Linked DNA regions of Arachis hypogaea: region 2 is linked to region 1. The links are chromatin contacts, called in public Hi-C maps. All regions are on one chromosome and are shown on one strand. Each heading gives the region's core, a stretch centred on a gene start, on an enhancer-like site or on the middle of the called end of the contact. The rest is flanking DNA. Distances are from core to core; before and after follow the strand shown. Region 1 has its middle 37 kb from the start of LOC112729724. Region 2 holds the start of LOC112726937 (protein indeterminate-domain 12).

Region 1 (4,930 bases), core at 1,815-4,314:
GATAAAAATAAAAAATAGTCACACAAGTTCTTGACTGAGTGATGATGATGCTTTCAAATAAGTTTCTCACCTACCTTTCCAATTTGGTCGTTAGCATGACATCCTTGACTATATGTCTAAATACATAAATATTTAATTTATCTAAGTTTTTGGTATTAATCTAAAATTTGCAATAATCATGTAACACAATAATATAAAATATGTATATTAGTATATATCATAGGTCCTGACTGGGAGTGTGTTTAGCCATATATATTTAATGGTCTAGGAAAGGTGGCTAATATATATATATATATATATGAGTAATGTTAATGGTAGGTAAATATTATTATTTTTAGCCAATATTTGACTAATAATAATTTACAGTTATATTTACCGATATTTTTTATATAAAAAATATATAATTTATACATATATTTATTAAAATTTTGTACACATAAATCAATACAGTTTGTACTTATATTTTTCAAAATTTATATATATAAATTAATAAAAAATTATTTATTAAAAATAATTTAGTGTTTTGTATTGACTAAATAATAACAAAAAATACTAAAAATTACTAACCTAAAACATTTCTCTATATATAACTAAATTTCAAGGGAACAATCTTTCAAAGTTAAGAGAAAGTTCTATCTATATTTTTTTCTTTTTCTTTTTATTTTTCTTGCTAAAAAGTTGTATATATTCTACCAAAGAATTATTTGAAAGTCCAAAATATACAACTAGGTTTATCTCACACTTTCTTAAACTATAACTATATTTCATTGTCTTTCTCCTTGAATACACCCACCATAGGTGATGGAAATAATCATTATATTACCCTACAATTCAAGAAAAAGTAAAAAGCTAATTAATTACCAAGAGATTTCAAAATCTAACAATAATAAATTACATGCAAATTTTTAAACTTCAGACTAAATCTAAAGATAAATCTAACGATAATCAACTTACAATTTTTTTGTTGCTCACGATATCTCTCAACCCGACAGATTAAAGACTAATCCACACTTTAATCGACAGGACAAGGACTAATTCGCAGCGAATCTGAACTCCATTTAAGAATTTACTGCTGCTGGTCAATGGGTTACTACCTGCACAAGGCGAAATTCGAACTCCCGACACTGTCCAAGTTGGTTATCACATTTCTGATATTATAATTATAAATATATTTAGTGTCATTATTTTGAAGGTGAAAATAATAACAACTTTTCAAAGTGGGATGGACGTAGAAGTCAAGAACAAGAAGATACGGTAAGAATAAGCATTTGCAGAGAAATAAAGTGCAACAAAAAATTGGAAGCTGTAGAATTGAAAGAACATATACATATATGGCAGTAATTTAAACTGAATAGTTTTGCACTATTGGTTTTTACTAAAAATTTGCAAATGTTTTATGACTTTGGAAACTTTGCACGCGCAGCATTATTATTCTTCTATAAGAAATTAAATGAATGAATGATTGCAAACAGCATTTTATTTTGTGTCAATCAATGTTGCTGTACGTAGGAAATGACTAATGCCTGCTGCATGTGTGTGTTGTAATAACACTTATTTATTTCTCTTTAATTTCCCTATTTAATTGCAACATTCATGAAGCCATGCATAACCATTGATCGGTTGCTTTCACATTTTTAAGACACTGCAAAATATACTCCTTCTAGAGACATTTATTGGAACTTGGAACAGTGTCACAGCTCCAATGAAAATTACCAAAATTATTCTTTTTATTTTTTTTATGTTCCAAATAATTATCTATTTTTAATAGTACATGACATTGATTTTTTTTCAAATAATATTGTTAATTAATGTATTGTAATAAAGGGTAATATAATTTTGTCAATTTATACAATACTAGACAATAATAAACAAAAATATCATAAAAAATAGATAAAGCATATTTTGATGATGTTAGTTAACGAATTTAAAATAAAATTTTTAGTTAAAAACTTATATGTAATTATTTTCATGTAAAATTGATAATCGAAAAATGTTAGATAATAATTTCATCAAATCTATTAAATTATTTAATGATTTTCGGCTATTAAATTTACATGAAAACCATTTATATGAGTCTTCACCAAATTTGTGATATTGTAGCAATAATATATTAAAAATTTGTAGAAAATATATTTTTTATTATAGATTCACTTTAATAAGACCGAAAAATAATAAAAAAATATTTGTACGCATTTTGATGGAGTTGATGTATACTACAGCATTAAAGTTTGTCCAACAGTTAAAGCCTCAATGGCCTAATGCATTCGTTCGTAAAAACCCGTATATATACCAAAAAAGTTTATTCGTATAAAATATATATTAAAAAAATATAAAATAAAATAATTAATATAGTAATTAATTTTTTTAATATACATAGCATTTTTAAAAGATTACACTAAGTATATATAAAAAATTAATCGTTTGTATATAATATATATTAAAAATAAATTAAATAATCTATATGTTATATATAAATACATAATAACTTATTTTTAGTGTATATATAGTATTTTTTATTTTTAAAATACATATAATAATATTTCGCTCATGAAGTTTAATTTTGTTTTCCACTCTTTTATTTTATTTTCCCACATTGTGTGCACATGTGTTTGGATTTTTTTTGTTAAGAAATATTAGATGGTCAACAAAATTTATTGTCTTTAACTAACAAAAATATAAATTAAAAAAATATCAATTAGACTAAAAAAAATTAAATTAATAATTAAAAATAACGACTAAAGATTATAAATTCTCTAATTCTTAAGCAATTTTCTTTCTTTTATATTTCTCAATGAATAAAACAAAATGGAACCGCGTGAATGAATTATGATAAAGAAACAGAGCAAAGTTTTGTTGAGTGATTAACGAGGAAACAATGAAATTTTATTAATTCTATTTTGGACATATTATAAACTCAAGTTTATCATGAATTTTCAAACCATTCAACTGATGATCAAAAGTCAAAAGTAATTAGGTATAAAAACTCAAGTTATCATACACCCTCTATCAAATTAATTATTATGAAAGTCACCAAAAAAAAAATTAATTATTATGAACCCTCGGATCATTGATAAACAAATAACGATTGAGTATGCGAAAGTTGTTATGGACAAGCAAGACCGGCCCAGGTGTCCCGCATATGGCCCGATAAGAAGCCCAAACTCTTTCAGTAATAAAAAAATAAAGCCCACACCCAAAAAATATTAAGCCTATAAATATCCAAAAAAAACCCCCAAAAAATAGGAAGTATCCCTTTTCATGATCAATTAACCATTTTTGATTTTTGTAAATCAATTTGATTTAGTCCAGTGAATAATTCACTCGTTTGCTTAACTATGTGTCGAGAATTCAAATTATGTCTTATACATGCAGCAATTTATTTATTACAATATATCCTTAAATAAAACTCAGATCTATGACGAATCAATTCCTAATTTCTCAAACCGAAAAATACGGTAAAAAAAAAAAATAAAAAAACTTTTTTCATAAAGAAAACATATGTCGTCATAGTTTTCTAGAATGATGAGAATTAGTGGCCAAATTCAAACCATCCTACGAGTATATAAAGGGGCCAGGAGTTCCCTTAATAAATATCATGTTTAAATAACTCGTTTTGAATGAAAAACAAGAGATTCCAATTTTTAATATGATTTTTCTTTTTTAAGAAAAAGAGGAAAAAGTTAGGAATGAGTTAAATTTGTTGTGCAAAATTCAAGCATCTAATGCATTATTATTTGTGAGAGAGAAGATGAAAAATATTGGAAAGTTTTTATCAAAGGGGCGCTATATATCTATCACTAGTGCATGGGGAGTTCTTATTAATCTCTAGTAAATTTGAATGTCAAGTTATAACTCTGTTTTTGCATTTGTTTATACTAGTATTTTTATATGCAGTGATATTATAGAAATATAAATGTTTTGAAACTATGTATGCTTCGTTCTGCTATTATAAATTATGGCAGAAAAAATTTATAAAATTAAATTATTTTTACAAAAAAAATTGTAGGAGACAAGTTTTTATCGGCTAATAATATCAAGATCTCTGTAGATTATAAAAATTAAATAATAAATTTTTTAGTTATTATTTTTATATGAAAGAGTTTAATTTTTTATTAATAATTAATTTTAATATTTATTATCTAAAAATTTTAGATATTAGTAATAAAAAATTTATACTAATAGTTATAAAATTAACTCAAAATCAATTATTTTTTAAAATAATTGAATCTTGATTCTAATAAGGATTATGTTATGTGTATACTAAAATCAACCACCAGTATAAAATATATGTTGGAGTACAAATACACATTAAAAATGAATTAAACCACATATGTATTTATACATAAATATATTGGTGGTTGATTTTAGTGGCAAATTTTAGTGTACAAATAGCATTTTTGTTCTAATAATTAATCACAACATTAGTAATTTTGTATTCTCTCCAAATTATATGTAATAAATATTTCAAAGAAGAGAAGTGAAAATATATATTAAAAATATATGCGATAAAATTTAAAATTAAATAAAAACAAAAAACTATGCATATAATAATAATAACAACACATTTTTTATGTGAATAATATTAGGAGATTATTTTTAATTATATTTAATTATAAATTTAATATATTTTTTATAATTTTATGAATTTATTTAAATTATATTATATTATTAATTTTATTTTTTGTTAACAGAACGACCAGAAGAAAAAAGGAAGAGAAAGATAAAGAAGAATGAAAAAGAAAATTTGTTAATTTTAAAGAAAAATATTTTATTTAATTATAATAAAAAATATCTCATAATATAATTTAGTTGTCAAATTAATAATATAACATACAAATTATAAGTTACATATACAATTGCTTGGAAGGGTAGAGAAAAACATAAAAGGGGAGATAGTTTTTTTCTAACATCATGAGAAGAGAATTAAGAA
Region 2 (4,930 bases), core at 1,167-3,666, 110 kb before region 1:
GAACAAAGATCCACCGAAAACAAATAATTAAAATAATTAATAAAAATCCCCTTTTTATGTAACATGAGGACACCCCATGTTTTTTTATAATTGCCCAAATAAAAAAAAAACATAATAAAAACTAGCTAATCAATTAGGGTTAATTAGAAAAAGATTAATCCAAATCATCCAACAAGAACACATCAAACACCAAAATATGGACATTATTTTCAAATTGCTAGAAACATATTTGGTGTAATAATATTCATGGTTTTAATTAAATTGTGGTAAGTAATTATCCACAACATTTACATCAAAATGCAATTGTAACAAAAATATTTACATGCATTGCAAGTATGACCATAACAACAATTTAAAATCATACATATTTTATTACGTATTATCACTTCAATAAAAATAACTGCCCTTTATATTAATTACGTAAATATTCATCTAAAAAAATAATAATAATTAAATAATTATAAAAAATATTTTTACTTTCAGTTCATCAAAATTAAATTCGCATAAGTAAAAATAATGAATAGATACCTGGAGAAAAGGGTTCCACAATCACATCTATATTCTCTAGTACCACAAGTTTTAGAATGAGCCTTCCAATCAGATTGAACAGCATAGATCTTAGAGCACTTGTCACATTTCCACTTCTTCTCACCATGTTTTCTACAATAATGCTTCTTGATTCCAGTGAGGTCCCCAAGAGCCCTTGAAGGATTGTGATGGACACATGAAGGTTCAGGGCAAACATATGCTCTCTTCTTCACTTCTTTGTTGTTCCTTTGCTTCAGCTTCCATGGAAGATTGTGCCCTCTTCTATGAAGCTGAAGGTTTTGATCCCTTTGGAACCCTTTGTTACAGATCTCACACACAAACCTATTTGTTGCTAATAGTGTCTTTGGTGATAAAGCTATCACTTCAGCATCTGGGTCTAAAATCATATCCCAAAAAAATACAAAAAATAAATAAAAAAAGGAAAAAATTAGAAAATTTTTATTATATACTAAAAAGTGATCAATAATAATATCATGAGTTATTTTTAATTATTTTTTTAATAATATAGTTAAGAATAATAGCTTAATTCTCAGGCAGACAATATATTATTCTAAAACTTAATAAAAAATAATGATAATAATAACAAAAGCTTGTATATATGATATATAAAAATTGAAATTATTATTGGTACCTGGATTTCCAGGGAGGCTTCTCTTTTTCTTGATCTTTTGAGGAGGTTGTTGTTGTTGTTGTTGTTGATGAGGAGAAATGGTTGAAACAACATGGTTTAAGGTAGCACCAAAGTCTTGAATTCTTGTGCCAGAAGAGACACTTGCTTCTTCAGACAAAGAAGTAGAATTGGACATAACTGCTGGGAACATTATGCCTTAAGAAAAATTCTCCAACTTAGAACAAAAAAAAAAAAAAAAAAAGAAGATAGTGGGGAAGGGGAAAAAAAAAAAGAAAAAAAAAAAGAGGAAGCAAAGATACGATATTCTAATGTCTTGGTTTGTTTGTTTCCAAAATCATAGCTCTGTGTATATTAATTTCTTTGGTTGTGTCTATAATTAACAAACCAAATAAATATATAAATAATATTTAAGCTTTGGAACACAAAATAATTAAGAAGAAAGAAACCTTGCTAGTGAACATAGGTGGAAGATATATATAGATAGAGAAAGGAATCATTTGCTTTTGTGATGCAATATCATAAACAAAAAAAAAAAAGATTTTTTTTTTTAGAAAAAAGAGAAATTAATTAATCTCGTGAAGAGAGGAGATGATGATGATGGTGGTGTGTGTATGTTTTTTTTTTTTTTTTTTTGAAGTCGCTATCTATGCCATGGATTACTTGTCTGAACAACTCTGAACAACTATTTCAGACATATCTCTTTCTATTTCTCTATATATGTGTGTTGTGTTTATATCTATGTAGAATTCATGAAGAGAATCATCATTAACATGCAATAATAATAATAATCAAAATTAAAGAAATTGATGAAAAAAATATTAAAGTAGAATTATTATATGTATAGCTCAATATATAAAAATCTATCTAGCTAGCATCTAGTTACTTTTTTTTCTTTTTTTTTTTGCCCTTAATCTATAATTGAGTGTGCAAAGAGAAATTGTAATGAGTGGTATTTGTAAGAGAAGAGAAGAAGGTGATGATGACAATTAGAGACTAATAAGGAGGAAGTGATGGTGGCAAAAAATTGAAAAAGGCATGGCAAATTAAAATTTTATGAGAAACAAAATGAAAAATTAAAATTAAAAAAAAAAAAACATGGGTGATTTGATGAGGAAAAGGTGTGCAAGGAGACTCAGGAAAAAAAAAAAAGCTAAGAACTAAGAAGTCTTGAGAGAGAGAAAGATAGAGAAGTTAGATAGATGGGAGTAGCAAGGCAAAGACTAGGAAATATCCTAAATCACTTTACTCACAAATTTATAAATTTATTTATTTATTTTTTTGAAAAATAATCACTTTAATTTTTCTTTACTTTTGCTTTCATTCTTTTAAATAAAAACTAATGGTAATGTTAGGAAGATAAAAAAATAATCTGACTAAACAACTAAACTTGTTTTATTTAGTATTTATTTATAATAAAATTTATAAATAAAACTAAAAAAATACATTTTAATAATTTTTTACTAATATTTTTTATTATCAAATATTTTCGAAAAACTAAATTGGTTATTAATCCTTGTTTTTGATGAGAAAGGGCCAGATGCATGCATGGAACTTTCTGTCTTTTCCTTTGTTTCTGTTATAAAACACCCAAATCTTAAAAGAGCCATGGAATGATTTTAAAAAAGAGACATATACACATTCTGCTTAATTAAGATTTAAGAGAACTAAAAGTTAAATAATAATAATAATAATAATAATAATAATAATAATAATAATAATAATAATAATAATAATAATAATAATAATAATAATAATAAAGGGAGATGGGGGAAGGTAGAAAGGCAGAGATAAACCCCACAGCAAACATTATTGATTCACTGATTGATATTCAACTTATACAGTGCATATATATAATCTCTAGCCACTATAATATTTTGCATAAAATATCTACTATACAAATATTATTTAATTATATGTGTTTTCACGTGAGTAAAAATATTTATTATTTAATTCAATTACTTAGTATCTTAAAAATTTTATGAATTTGAGTAATGTTTCAAAGTTTTAATTTATCCTCTGATCTAATTACCTTCTTAATGCTAAATGAGTAAAAATTTAAATATATATTATTTGTTAAAAATATAAAAAAATAAAAAATTTCTTTATCTAAAATTAAAAAGAATAATTTAAAAAATGAGTTAGAACTCCTAATTTTTCTCTATTATAAATATAGTAATTCAATCTATCTATCTTCAAAATGAGTTAGACCCTACACATATTATATATTTTATATAACATAATAGATATATAATAATCCATAATGTGATCAAAATGGCATGTTCATTTTTTCTATTAGGTACATATACTTTCCTCATGCTTATTATTTGTTTCGTGGAATTTTATAGCAAATGATTGTTTTCCATTATAACACTTGAGGATTTTGTGTCACTCTATCTTTCAGTGTTATATATTATTATTCTCTTACATCCTAGTTTGTAGAGAAAGTGTGTGCTCTACAAACCCCACCAAGGAGAATTTGCAAAGGCTTCTTTTTTTTACCCTCTTTATTCCAAACCCAAATCTAAAGCTACAAAAGGGGTAGCACAAATTGTCCATTTTAAAGGGTAAAATTGTCTTTGTGGTCACAAAGCATTGGTTTTCATTAGCCACCACCATGCAAAAATCACATTCCATATAAACCTTAGGCGTGTATGAAATTGGACCCATCTCAAATTAGCCCTTTGAAACTACCCAAGGACAGTTTTAGATTTCTTCTATAGAAATGTATATTTTTTGTTCTCCATTAATTTAATTTGGAATCCTATGTGGGCTTTTGTCCTCCAAGAGTTTGGAATCAGCTGGAATAATAAGGATTAGATTATTCATCCTTTTCTTTAATTATTTTCTCTATGGGAGATGAATGACAATGATGATATTATATGTATGCTACTCAAGTGATCATTTAGTTTTGGATTATCATCTCATGATCAAGTTATTAATTATTAAAGTTAGTAGATTCTTAAAAGTTAATAGCCTTTTCATCCCTAATAAGTACATGTATATATATATATCACCATTCTAATATATAATTATAGTATATGGTGACTATAATATTTTTAAAAATATTACTAAAATTAAAATAACATTTTTTATTGTTAAATAATATTTTTTAAATAATTACTTAAAAAAATATAAATTTAATTTTAATAATATTTATATAATTATTATAATTACTATAATATAATCATACTAAAATTTAATATATATAATATTTTTATTTCTTTTTTCTCCCGATAAACATAAATTTAGGTAGGCTAAAGTAAAAGTTCAAATTATCAGTATTTTGGTAGTCTTTAGTACATGTATGAGTACATGATTCATCAAGTGAATTGATTTACTAAATAAATTGACCCGTTGATTTCAAAATTAGTATACCAAACTTTCAGTATAAAAAAAAAAATTGGTGTTATAAACTTTTTAGAAATTTTACCTTTGAGAGATTTAATGTAAAATTTATAATATTAATCATAATTCAAAAAGTAAGAAATCATTTATTTGGGATGTAACGAATTATTTTCACATAATAACCTAATTTAATTAATGACGTATCACATATAAGTTGATCTGTAGTATTTTTGAAATTGGTCTCTTTTATATATTATATTGATGATTCTTCTCCAAGTTTCTTGTAGGAATTTGTTAATAAACTATTGAATATTATTATGGCTATTATTGAGTGATCTTTTATTTTGACTAATTAATTAAGATATTATTCGATATTATATGTGGGCGCCTAACTTTTATTGTTTT

Evidence for each region. A called contact is a pair of places that touch in the nucleus more often than the background predicts.
Region 2: a Hi-C map of leaf shows a contact between it and region 1, with 5 times the contacts expected there. The contact joins the promoter of LOC112726937 here to the enhancer-like site in region 1. A contact is called at or near these places in 2 of 8 Hi-C or Micro-C datasets (both in leaf).

The regions. Positions count from the first base shown.
Region 1 is chr12:13,857,460-13,862,389 of arahy.Tifrunner.gnm2.J5K5, reverse strand. No RefSeq gene overlaps it. Among protein-coding and RNA genes, the nearest start is that of LOC112729724, 37 kb to the right of the region's middle. Within about 2 kb of position 3,064, at least 1 of the 3 cell types and tissues checked has open chromatin away from gene starts, as enhancers often do.
Region 2 is chr12:13,967,704-13,972,633 of arahy.Tifrunner.gnm2.J5K5, reverse strand. LOC112726937 (protein indeterminate-domain 12) reads right to left here and starts at 2,416. Exons shown (of 3, transcript XM_025776512.3): 1 at 1,181-2,416; 2 at 529-925. The coding sequence starts at 1,370.